2 separate regions of the Triticum aestivum genome follow, and region 2 is linked to region 1. Evidence: chromatin contacts called from public Hi-C data. All regions are on one chromosome and are shown on one strand. The core of a region is the stretch at or near the end of the contact, and the rest is flanking DNA. Distances in the headings are between cores, read along the strand shown.

Evidence for each region. Hi-C and Micro-C count contacts between places; a contact is called where the count stands out from the background.
Region 2: a Hi-C map of leaf shows a contact between it and region 1, with 7 times the contacts expected there. The contact joins the enhancer-like site here to the promoter of LOC123147318 in region 1. A contact is called at or near these places in 2 of 5 Hi-C or Micro-C datasets (both in leaf).

Annotation. Positions count from the first base shown.
Region 1 is chr7A:422,563,516-422,569,479 of IWGSC CS RefSeq v2.1, forward strand. It overlaps LOC123147318 (putative glycerol-3-phosphate transporter 1), which reads right to left and starts at 1,895. Exons shown (of 5, transcript XR_006473166.1): 1 at 1,711-1,895; 2 at 1-531.
Region 2 is chr7A:422,940,123-422,946,300 of IWGSC CS RefSeq v2.1, forward strand. No RefSeq gene overlaps it. Among protein-coding and RNA genes, the nearest start is that of LOC123147318, 380 kb to the left of the region's middle. Within about 2 kb of position 2,584, at least 8 of the 8 cell types and tissues checked have an H3K27ac peak or open chromatin away from gene starts, as enhancers often do. A contact at or near this core is called in leaf, where this site is marked.

The sequences.
Region 1 (5,964 bases), core at 645-3,144:
AAGTAGTAGAAGTTGTGAATATTTAGCCAATATCCAGCACCAAAGAGCGCAGTGAATATGGCAGTGCTAATCATGCCAATTGTTAGAACAATCCTCAAGTCCATGCGGTCACCAAGATGCCCGGCGAAGAACATCCCAAGAGAATACACCGCAAGGAATGCGACATCTATCTCACCAAGCAAAGTGGAACCATCAGCGGTGTTAAATGGAGACCAACCAATGTTGAGACTGTTGCGTGTGTGCAATCGTCCCCAGGCAGACCCCACTTTGGTCTGGGGATCAAGCTCACTCTTGACAATGCTTGTTATCTTCCGAGTCATATGGAAGCAAGTGTATGCCAAGAATGTAAGGACCAAGACGAACGTCTGGTAATTTCTTAGAGCCTTGGCACCTTTGAATAACCGGAGGCCAGGAGGTTTCCTACTCGTCGTCTCATGAGACCTGGCCATGAGAACTCTCGACTGTTGGTAACTGCAGCTACTGCCAGAGGCCAAGCAGATGTACACCTCCTGATAAAAGAATGATCACCACCTGAAAGCATCAAAGAGGATGTAAGACAAATGGGTAAAAGGAGCGATTCTATGTTACAATTGATAATTGAAGTTATACATCTCTTAGTGGTTAGTAACATCCATAAGCAATCGTGCTTTAAAAAACTAGAAATCACTGATCCAAACGCATCTTCGTAGAATTTTGGTTACCATGCAAATATGGGGGAAATGGATGCACCCAATAATTCAACACATTTTATAAAACTTTAAACTCCGTTAATCCCAACACAACTTTGTGCTATTTGGTTAACACGCAAACATGGTAAAAATTCACACATCTAATGATCCCGAAGCAATTTGGGAAACAAATTGATCAATATGTTGGCTAGCCCAGTTCAATGATCGCAAGTGCAAGTCATCCACTAGATCACCAAAAGCGGAAACCCATCTTGCTCTTGTTCTGCACAATATGATCACGTCATCTGTGACCTAGATCATGGAGAGCACATGGGTACAAAGGACTGACGATACACTATTCTTATCTCCAACACCACAAATCAGAATTCACCCCTATTATTGAGTGCAAATGCGTTCCTTAGCAATCAACCGACTTAGACGTGACTCTAAGGTATCAATTATCTACCATACTATTAATCGGGGCAGGTAAAAAGATCCCCAAGTGGATGTAGGGGGAGCAAGGCTGATCTGACCTGAATATCCCCGGATAAAATTTCAGGGTCTCCATCACAGGAACTAAACTTAGTACAGTATTGGATATTCGAAATCCAAAATATTACTTACTGTTTAAATGCTCTATCCACGGCTACCGAGCAGTACCACCAGCGGAACAAGCACCTAATTCAGGAAATAACGGGAGAGATTATCGTCAGTGGCGGAGCTAGACGAAAGTCTCCCTAAAAAAATTTCTTCAGAAATTGAGCCAAGGCTGGGGGGGCAGCAGCCCCCCCTGGCCCCAACATAGCTCCGCCACTGATTATCGTCTCTCTCTCTCCCCCCATGAATCCTGAAGGGACTAAAAATCCTTCCCATCTCCCTGCCCTGGGTCCAACCCAAACCTCCCCCAAACCCATCACCCTCCGCGCCAAAACCGACGATCCAAAGAAGCAAAGGGAACAAAGCTTACGGATTGGGCGTGCAGAATCAGTAAGGAAGAAGGAGGAGGGAGATGAAGAAACCGGGATTCGGGGCGAGAACACACCTCCGCGGAGGCGGTGGACTGCTCTGCCGATCTGCGACGAGCCGCGGCAGGTTGGATTGGGGGTTTAGTGTGAAAATGCGCACGCGCAGGCAGGAGAGGAGGAGATGGCTGGGGAAGGAAGGAAGGAGGTCGTTTCTTTCCGCTCTTGGCGTCTGTTTTTTCTCGAGAGTTTGGGTGGCTCGAGGAGTTCGGGCGAGGCTGGCTTGCATTTATTCTGATGGCAAGCCAAGCTTGCAGAGGTATTTACGGCGATGCCCTTGGACCATAATGCCCTTTCACTTTTATTTATTGTCTGGAGCAGACTGACGCCACAGGGTTCACAAGCACAAGCCGAAGTGGCAAACTGGCAATGGCAACCCTTTTATATGTCACGCTAAACGTCAACCACGAGACTGGTCATATATTGGGGAGGCTCTCAAGCCACATCAAACCCGTACTCCAAAGTGACAGCAACTCATACTCCCTCCGTTCCAAAATATAGCGCGCCCAACGCTTTTCGAGGTTCAACTTTGACCATAAATTTAACCCACGAGACCGACTGCGGCGGGATCAAAAATTATATAATTAAAAACTTTTTTTGAATACGAATTCATTGGTATAATTTTTTCGTCCGCCGCAGTCGGTCTTGTTGATTAAATTAATGGTCAAAGTTGAAGCACGGAAACCAAGGACGCGCTATATTTTGGAACGGAGGGAGTACTCCACTACTACTACCTCTGCTTCACTTATACGGAGTATAAGGCATTTAAGCCCGCTCAGCTCTAAACAGTTTAAAACTAGCTGTCTAAACCGTTTTATAAAAACGAATGGAGGAAGTAGTTCTTAATAACAAATTTACCGTAATGTTATCTGATGGATGTTCGCCGTATCAAATCCTGGCAAAAGCCCCAGAGCTGTCAGAGTGGTAGTTTCTGCCTAGAACATCCCACAATTTAAACAAAATGCCATGACAGTTTTGAAAAAGCCATCCCCAGCCACAAAAATTGTCATCCTGGGGTCGCGCTTGCCATCATCCCCTAGAACGGTCGTCGATTGGGATCCCAAATTTAAGTGATAGCACAACCACGTCATGCAGTCATAAGAATTGGAACCACTTTAGCACAAGACAATCAACCATAAGGTGGCACGACCCATATCTCATGATTTGCTTCGCACGCTCCCTCAAAAAAAAATCTACTTCGCACATTCCCTCAAATAAATAAAAACATCTGCTTCGCACGCAAACCCCAAGAAGAGGAGCTAGTCTTGCACTCCTTGTAAAAAATGTTCCGAGTTGGTCGATCGGCTTCGTTTTATGCAGTTGCTCGCGATAGTGACTCACTTTCCACATGGCCACACAGGCTACCCTCACCCGTGTGACGCCCTAAGGCCGGAGCTTCAGATGCCTTTCAGAGTTTTCGGGTTTTCATCGTGTGAGTTGTCGGTTTGTTGCATTCATCTTTGTATCATGTGCATTGCATCATGTCATAAAACTTTTGCATCTCAACTAAATAAATTGCATAGATCGTTGATCTATTTAAATCGAAAGAACTCACATGGTGTTTTCTCTTTAAAACATACCCTCCCAATATTTAGGGAGCTATATAAAATATTCCATTAGTTTGGAATTTACCGCAACACACGGGCATATTAAATCCCTTCCTTTCCTGCCTCAAGTTTGGACTCTCTAACTTTGCCAAATTCTTTTCCTATTTATCGAGGCTCTTTTCTTTAATCTCAACATTTTTTGAGCACTTCTAAAACCTAGCCCCAATTCAAACCCATTTGAATGATATTCAAATGAGTTCGAATTTAAATCTTGCATTCACGCCAACTTCTATCTTCTTGGTTCCAGCTCAGTTTTGTGGGTCCGGAAATTTATACGCGTGTCCTACTTCTTCCCCAATACCTCCTTTCTTCTCCTTTTTCCTTCTTTGTTTTTTTTTTCTGTTTTTAGAAATCAAGAGAGGGAGAGAAGGGAGCCCAGCAGGCCATTTAGGCCCAGCTGCACCTAAACCTAGACGGCTCCAAGGCCCACTCCCCCGGCCCACCTAACCCTCTAACCTAGCCCGCACCCTGCTCTCCTTCCTTGCGCAGCCACTCCCTCTTGATCTCACCCTCTCTCTCCCGCAGCGCCCGAACCACCATCTCCCTCTATCCCATCTTCCTCCCGCAGCCTCTCCCTCTCGATCCCTCTTCACCTCCTCGCCTCCCCGCTGCATGGCTCGGCGCCAACGCCGCTGCTGCTTCGTCGCCCGTGTCGCCATGGTCCTCCTTGTGCCTTTGCTTCTTCACTTGCGGCTCCGCCGCCCCATGTCCACGTCGCCGGCCACCAGCAGGACGCCGCCGCAGCGCCGACCAGCGCCGGCCTCGACCGCCTCCTCTGCTCCGCCTCCATCGCCGGCGACCACGACCAGCGCCCACCTATGGGAGCTCTACGCCCCTGCCTCGTCCTCTTCTGTGGCTGCAGAAGCCTGCCACGAGCGTGCCGCCGTGCTGCTTCGCCGTCCATGGCCCTGGCCTCCTGCCACGGAGCTGACGCTGCCGGCGTCCACCTCCTCGCCCATGCCTCCCCGTCGCTCTTCCTTCACGTGAACTGTTGCAGGAGCGCCAACGCCACCAGGCCGCCGTCCCGCGCTCAAGCTCCTCCGCCCTCGGGCTCCGTTCGCGCCGCCGTTTGCCCGGATCCGACGCCGGCCGACCAGGATCCGCTCGTCTTCGCCGTTACCAGCGCTGCAGGAACCGTGCTTCAAGTCCCCGTCGCCAATCTGGCCTTGCACATCTTGTTTGACCCAAGGAGACCCACACCACCGGCAAGACCAAGGATGCCCGAACGAGTGCTGACCGAAACGCCTAAGTACCACTACTTCCACGATGATCGTTGTTCGCCAAGTACACCTTCGGACGCCAAGTTCCTCTTCAAAACGTACGACTACTCGGTGTTGCGTCAAGTACCCCGATGGCCGGAGCCCTCAGATCCGTCAAGTTCGTCTACGAACCGAGAACAACTACTGTCTCCGAAGAACCGTGTAATGGAACCGTCAAGTTCGACTATGACTCGTGTACGACTACGCGGGATTCCTCGGACGCCAAGTTCAACGATGCATCAAGTTCCTCGCCGTGACCCTGAACATCTGCAGGAAAACATGTACCAATACTGCCGCCGAGATTGCGAGAACCTCTACCGTCGATCCTAGAGCATGCGAGAATGACTACTTCCACTACGAACGTCCCGAGAATGTCTACTTCCCCTACACCGCATCGAACTTGATCCGTTCCGAAAAGGCACGCTTCGAAGGTATAACCTCGAGACGACCACTCGTGGACCGTATGCATGAGTTGTATGAGATGCATGTTGGTTGTTGTATCTGCCCGTGAATGTTAGTTGTTTCCCTCGCTTGGCACCACCGTCGACCCATGGGAACCCGGTTACCGGGATCACCCCACCATCTTTTGCACGCTCCCGTCACTTCCTTTTGCACTAGTATCCCCGTGGGCTACCGGATAATCGATATGTTGTCGTGGCATCATTTTCGTATTCGTTGCGGTGGCACCCCTTGAAGGAAATATGCCCTAGAGGCAATAATAAAGTTATTATTTATTTCCTTATATCATGATAAATGTTTATTATTCATGCTAGAATTGTATTAACCGGAAACATAATACATGTGTGAATACATAGACAAACTTAGTGTCACTAGTATGCCTCTACTTGACTAGCTCGTTAATCAAAGATGGTTATGTTTCCTAACCATGAACAAGGTGTTGTTATTTGATTAACGAGGTCACATCATTAGTTGAATGATCTGATTGACACGACCCATTTTATTAGCTTAGCACCCGATCGTTTAGTATGTTGCTATTGCTTTCTTCATGACTTATACATGTTCCTATGACTATGAGATTATGCAACTCCCGTTTACCGGAGGAACACTTTGTGTGCTACCAAACGTCACAACGTAACTGGGTGATTATAAAGGAGCTCTACAGGTGTCTCCAAAGGTAGATGTTGGGTTGGCGTATTTCGAGATTAGGATTTGTCACTCCGATTGTCGGAGAGGTATTTTTGGGCCCTCTCGGTAATGCACATCACATAAGCCTTGCAAGCATTGCAACTAATGAGTTAGTTGCGAGATGATGTATTACGGAACAAGTAAAGAGACTTGCCGGTAACGAGATTGAACTAGGTATTGGATACCGACGATCGAATCTCGGGCAAGTAACATACCGATGACAAAGGGAACAACGTATGTTGTTATGCGGTCCGACCGATAA
Region 2 (6,178 bases), core at 1,334-3,833, 380 kb after region 1:
ACAAGCTTTATATTACAAGCCAGGGGCCTCGAGGGCTCAAATACACAAGAGTCAGTGGAAGCAACAATATCTAAGTACAGACATAAGTTAGACAAGCCTGCCTTAAGAAGGATAGCACAAAAGCAACAACGATCGAAAAGGCAAGGCCTCCTGCCTGGGAGCCTCCTAACTACTCCGGGTTGTCAACGGCCGTCATGTAGTAGTAGGCACCCTCGGGGTAGTAGTAGTCATCACTCATCAGTGGTGTCGTCTGGCTCCTGCCATCTGTCATCTGGTCACAACAATCGGGTATGGGGGAAAAGAGGTAGCAAAGGAGCCGTGAGTACTCATCCAAAGTACTCGCAAGACTTACATCAGATCTCAACTAAGTATGCATTGGTATCAAATGAAAGAGTTGTATCTGTGGACTGTACTGCAGAATGCCAAAAGAGAAGGTGAAATCCTAGCCTATCGAAGACTAGCATCTTCAAGCAGCTCCAAGCATCTTGCAGCATTCAGAAGAGATAAAAGTGGCATAGTATAATATTAGTAAGTATGTTGTAACATTGCCTAGAGATCACTTCCTTGACTCCCTGCGAGGAAACAATCCTGGGGCCATCATTTCCATTAAATGCCTCAGCATCAAGTTCTAGTTGTATCGACCGGGATACAACTCCGAGCGTCCATTACCGTAGGACAGGCTATCGATAGATGTTCTCTTCCCTCCAGGGGTGCACCAACTTACCCACCATGCTCGATTAACTCCGGCCGGACACACCATCAGGTCATGACCGGCCTCGGCCAATCAACACACCATAGTCCTACCTAGGCTCAATAGAGAGGCCAGCACGCTGGTCTACATCCTAAATGCGAAGGGGTCATGGGCCAATCACCCTTTGCAATCCTGCATGTTGCGAGGGCGGCCGGTGAGCAGACCTGGCAACCTCCTTAAAAAGGCAGGTGCTTATGCAGTCCAACCCAGCACGCGCCGCTCCATTGCTGACATCATTGAGCTTTCGACTGATACATACGATGCAGAGTGCCCATACTTATTCCCGCATGGTGGTCAGTGCGAAAAGGCCATAGGCCTACTCGGATCAAATATCCAAACAGTTAGTGCGTTGGTAGTGCGGTCACGAGCAGAGACTCGCGAAATATGTCACCCCATCGCCCCGTCTCAGGTACTTGCGATAAGGGCTAAGAATGCCTGGCCACGCCTCGTGTTCAACTCTCGGGTACCCTCCAGGTCAACCCGTCTCCACATCACTCGCGGGAACCCCTCAGGGTCGACCCGCCTTTCCAAGTAATAGTTGTAAAGTCATAGTAACCATAGTAAATGTGTGTCTAACACCAAGGGAAACCCTAAGGAACCACCCTCGATGGATTCCACTCGATGTAATCATCAAGGTGAACATAAGAGGAACCACCCTCGAGGTTCACACTTGAGGGGGTTGCACGACAGAGTCGTATCGGAAGTGGTTAAGGAGGAAATCACCCTCGATGACCATGACCAAATAGCTACACTACAGAGATTTCATCAGGAGTGATGTATGAGGTGTCACCTCGGCACTCGATAGTAACTCTGCAGAGTCGTTCAACTAGGGGGGTGATGTGCGGTGTCGGGGCCTGGACGTCGATCACGTTGATCGAGTCATTGAACATAAAGCAGGGCAACTAGGACAAGGTGGGGGTCACTGATGGATTTATAACAACCTATACTAAGCAGTTTAGAATAAGCAGGTAAGGTATTAAAGCAGGTAACAAAAACAGGCTATGCATCAGAGTAGGATCATACAGAAAGCAGTAGCAGTTCTAATGAAAGCATGAGAGGGAAAGAAATGGGCGATATCGGAATGCTCAAGGGGGGTTTGCTTGCCTGGAAGCTCTGTTGAAAAGGAAGAAGTGTCCTCGTCGACGTAGTCGAACACAAGGGCATCAACATCGGTCTCGGGGTCTATCGGAGAGAAGAGGGGGAAGAAATAGTAAATACAGAGCAAATAGGGGCATAACAGAACAACATGCAGAGCTAGACGCGATCTAATGCGGTACTACACGATACCGGCGAAGGGGGAGAACATCCGGGATTGTTTCCCCGGAGTTAGGCATTTTCGGACAAACGAACCAGAGGGGGAAGGTTGCATGTTTACTATGCTAGGGATGTGTGGCACACGAACGTGCTGCATATTCGGATTTGTCTCATCGTACTGAGCAAATTTCATGTAGAAATCTTTTTCATCGGAGTTACGGATTAATTTCTATGAATTTTCAAAGTTTTAAATCATTTCCGAAATTAACAGAATTAATTTAAAAAGTAAAAGAAATTACTGTGTCAGCATGACATCAGCATAATGTCATCACTCAACAGTCCGTTTGACTGGTCAAACTGGCACGTGGGTCCGGTTGTCATTGACTAACACTAATTAACAGTTTAATTAGTTAATAAGTTAATTAGGTTAATTAACATGATTAATTAAGTTAATTACTTAATTTTAGTTTTAATTATTTTCTTAATTCTTTTTGTTTCGAAAAAGGGGTGTGTGGGGCCTTATTGTCAGAGGCCCAATGGGCCTAATGGGGCAGGTGGCCTAAAGGGCGCGGATGCGGGCGCCAGCCTGCCTGGGCGCACGCCTAGGGGCACAGTAGGGGTCGCAGCAGGGGCACCCGGCGCCGACCGGCGGGCAGGGGCCGTGGGCGGGGCCGGTGAGGACGGCCGCCGGCGCGGGGCAACGGTCGTAGCCAGTGGTGAGCGTGCACGCGGCGTGATAGCCGGCCACGGCGCGGTCAAAGCGATGAGCGGGGCGATGAGGGGGCACGCGGGCGTGCATGGGGCGAGAGGCGATGCTCGGCAGCGGGCCAAGGGGCCGCCGCCGGCGAGCGCGGCAGCTGCAGGAGGTGCTGCACAGCGGCGTGGCACTGGGCATGGGCGAGCGAGGTGGCAGGGCCGCGGCGGGGCAGTGCGGGGCGGCACCGGAGCATGGATGCGAGTGGATGAGGCCGGGAGCGCGTCGAGCAGCAGTACGGGGCAGCGTCAGCGTGGACAGCGTAGGGGAAGGGGTAGAGGAAGATGGGGTCGTACCCCCGGTGTAGGGGTTCGTCGGCAAGACGCGGGGAAGTTCCGTCGGGGAGGGGACGAGGACGCGGTCCGGCGGCGTCGGGGCTCCACGCAGCGGCATTGTCGGGGGGTGGTGTCGTCGGGGCGCCACAGCGAGGCGTCCAAATAAGGAGGGGGAGGAGGCGAGGAGTACGGCGGTGGGGCCGCACAGAGGTGGGCGCCGGCGGCGCGGTCGCCGGTGTTCGCTGCCCCCGATCTAGATCAGGGGGAGGGGGAGATGGAGCGAGAGACATGGGGGATCGAGGTGAGTGGGGGGGGGGGGGGGGTAGCGGTTAGAGTTTCAGTCGGGGGGGATAAGGTGGGAGCGGGGTGGGTCGGCTAGGCGACGGTGCGGGCCGGCCTGGTGACCTAGTGGTCAGCTGGGTCGGTTGGCCCAATGGGGTGGTCTTTTTTTTGTTTCCTCTTTTATTTAAAACAGAGATAGAAAAATGACTATTTAGGGTAATCAAAAGAGCTAAGAAAAATGTGGGACTTAGCCTATTAAATAGTTTACATTTTTAGGCAGTGCCACAAAAGTTTGAAGGTTAGAGGAATTCATTTTCATTTTTCACAAATAACATAGCATTTTAAAATGCTGAAATTGCATTGTAATAATTGCTACAGTCCATCTTAGCGCTTAGGTGATGTTGTTTTCCTTAACAATTAAATGTTATGGAATTTTGGCTAAATGATGAACTATTTTGCGGTAACTTTGGTGCAACTTCATATCTCACTTGCAAATTGAATTTCATTTCAAATTTGAAATTTCAAACGATATTTGAATCGAAGGTGATCAAGCACTGTTTAGGTAAACGATCAGCTTTAATCACAGAGGATTACTGTAGCATGACACCAGGGGTGTTACACCAACCATTGGTGTTTGCCATTTGCCGCCGATGCCCACCCGCCTCCGCCATCGCTAGAGTTTGCTGCACTACTGTTTGAGAGGCGGAGAGCAAAAAAGGAAAAAATGAATTTAGGGACAGATTTTACGGAACATGTAAAAGCAGTTCACCTATAAACCTCCCTAAATTATATGGACACCACCTAAAGTCAGTTTTAGGGGACTTGTTGGTGATGCTCTAAGGTTCAAAGTGGACAGGTAGTTTGGTGGGCCGGCGAGGACACATGTCGTGGGTTTGAGGAGGTTGAGGCCCTGCTATTATCAACGGGCTGACCACTATCATTTCCCATTTATTATCCTTACCAAACATCAAGCATAATTCTCTTTGGCCGCAGAACTTACGGTAGCAACTTTGTTCCACTTGCATTCCTTCTTCATACTCCTTCTGTCTTCAAATAAGTGAACGTTTATCTTTCTAAATTTGTCCAAAAAAATATTTTTATCTTTCCAATGCACTTTAAAGTAGAAGAAATGCTTCTCTTATCACACATGATCTCCTCATTTTCTACATGCAGTTGAAGAGAAGAGAGATGATGGCTTGCACCTTTAAAATGTATTTTCCACTTCACTCCATAATCTGTCTTAAAATTATTATATTTCCATTTAGTAGAGAATGGAGGAGTAGGTTATAGCCATACATGAATACTCCCTCTCTCTCTCAGTTTACAGAGCGTACGCGTACCCCTAGGTTGTCAAGTTGACCAACCTAATACAAGTCATATATTACAAAAAATATACAATATAAACTTCAGATGTTCTATTTTTAAATGGTATAATTTTTATGTTATATATATAGTTTATATTAGAATGATAAAATTAGTAATCTAGGTATACGCACAAGACTTGTAAAATGAAACAGAGGGAGTATTAACTTTGGAGGCAACGTGGGTGCAAAACCATCGCCCCTAGGCAGTGGCGAAGGCAGGAATAATTTATAGGTGTGGCGGATTTCACGAGGTAAAAACCAATGTACAATATAACTATGTGCCGCTCGTGCTCTGCCTCGCCCGCCCGTGGCCACTGCCATGCCCGGCCCGGCACTTCCAACCTCACACGGTTGATCTCTGATCGATGCCTTACTCGATCTTTTGGCACTTAGCCGGCTAGGGACGGCAGGTCGGAACCAGGAAAGAATCACACGAAGCTATGCAGGCTCGCGAGTTTGGAGAGTAGCTGTGCGGAGTGCCACATTTAATGGGTATTCAAAGTCTAGAATGAAAATCGAAAACATAAAGGTTCACAAATCGTTCACTGTAAAACATAAATGTTTGTTGGTGTTGAATTAGTGCTCTTTGAAGCTTTCTTCCATTTTTTTTCTAAAATTGCTTATTAGTCTCTCTAGTTACTACTCCCTCCGTCCCAGTGTGAAAAAACGTCTTACATTATGGGACGGAGGGAGTACATAGTAGATTACTTTTTTATCACAACTTACTTCATAGATCAAAAAAACAAATTCACTGATGATAGATCACAGAACAACTAATCGAATTCCCCTAAAAAAACAACTAATCGAATTTATAAAAAAGAATTGATGTTTACTAGTGTATGGACTGAAAAAATGGACACAAGAAGTACGAAATTTTGGAACCAATACGGCCAGGATCCTGACCTGACGTCATTGCTCCGGCCTCGCCGTTGTTGGCACATAGAGGCATTAAGCTCGTCGCTTTTGGGTCTGCGCCGCGGCTGTGTCACTCGCCACCTAATTCCCTGTAGTGCCACCCGCCGCCGCCGCGTTCGCCGAGCATGGTCGCCGCCGGAATCCCCGTAACCGAGAGCTAGATTCCGTAATTGCGGTTGTGTCTCTCCGTGATTTCCATCAGCGGGCTCGATTTGTAGCGTAACTGGACTACTAGAGGCTGGAGCTGGGCTTTTTTTTGGAAAAGGACTGGAGCTGGGCTAACATGCAGCTAGGTGGGCTGCTGGGAGGATAATTGGGCCATGGGCAATTCGACGCGCCTCTGAGAGTGTTCTCCTCCTCCCAACTAACGGAACTGAACTCAACTCAAATCTTCAGACAAGTATAGTATATATACGTAGTATTTTTGCCAAATTTTAGGTATGGCACCTGCCAAACCTCGCCATATAGCTGGCTCCGCCCCTGCCCCTAGGTTGACCCATAGGACGAGAGGCCCATGCGAGAAGCAGGAGTCACTCGCTCCGCTTGCATGCAAGCACCAAAAGCCGACATATGTTTTGAGCCT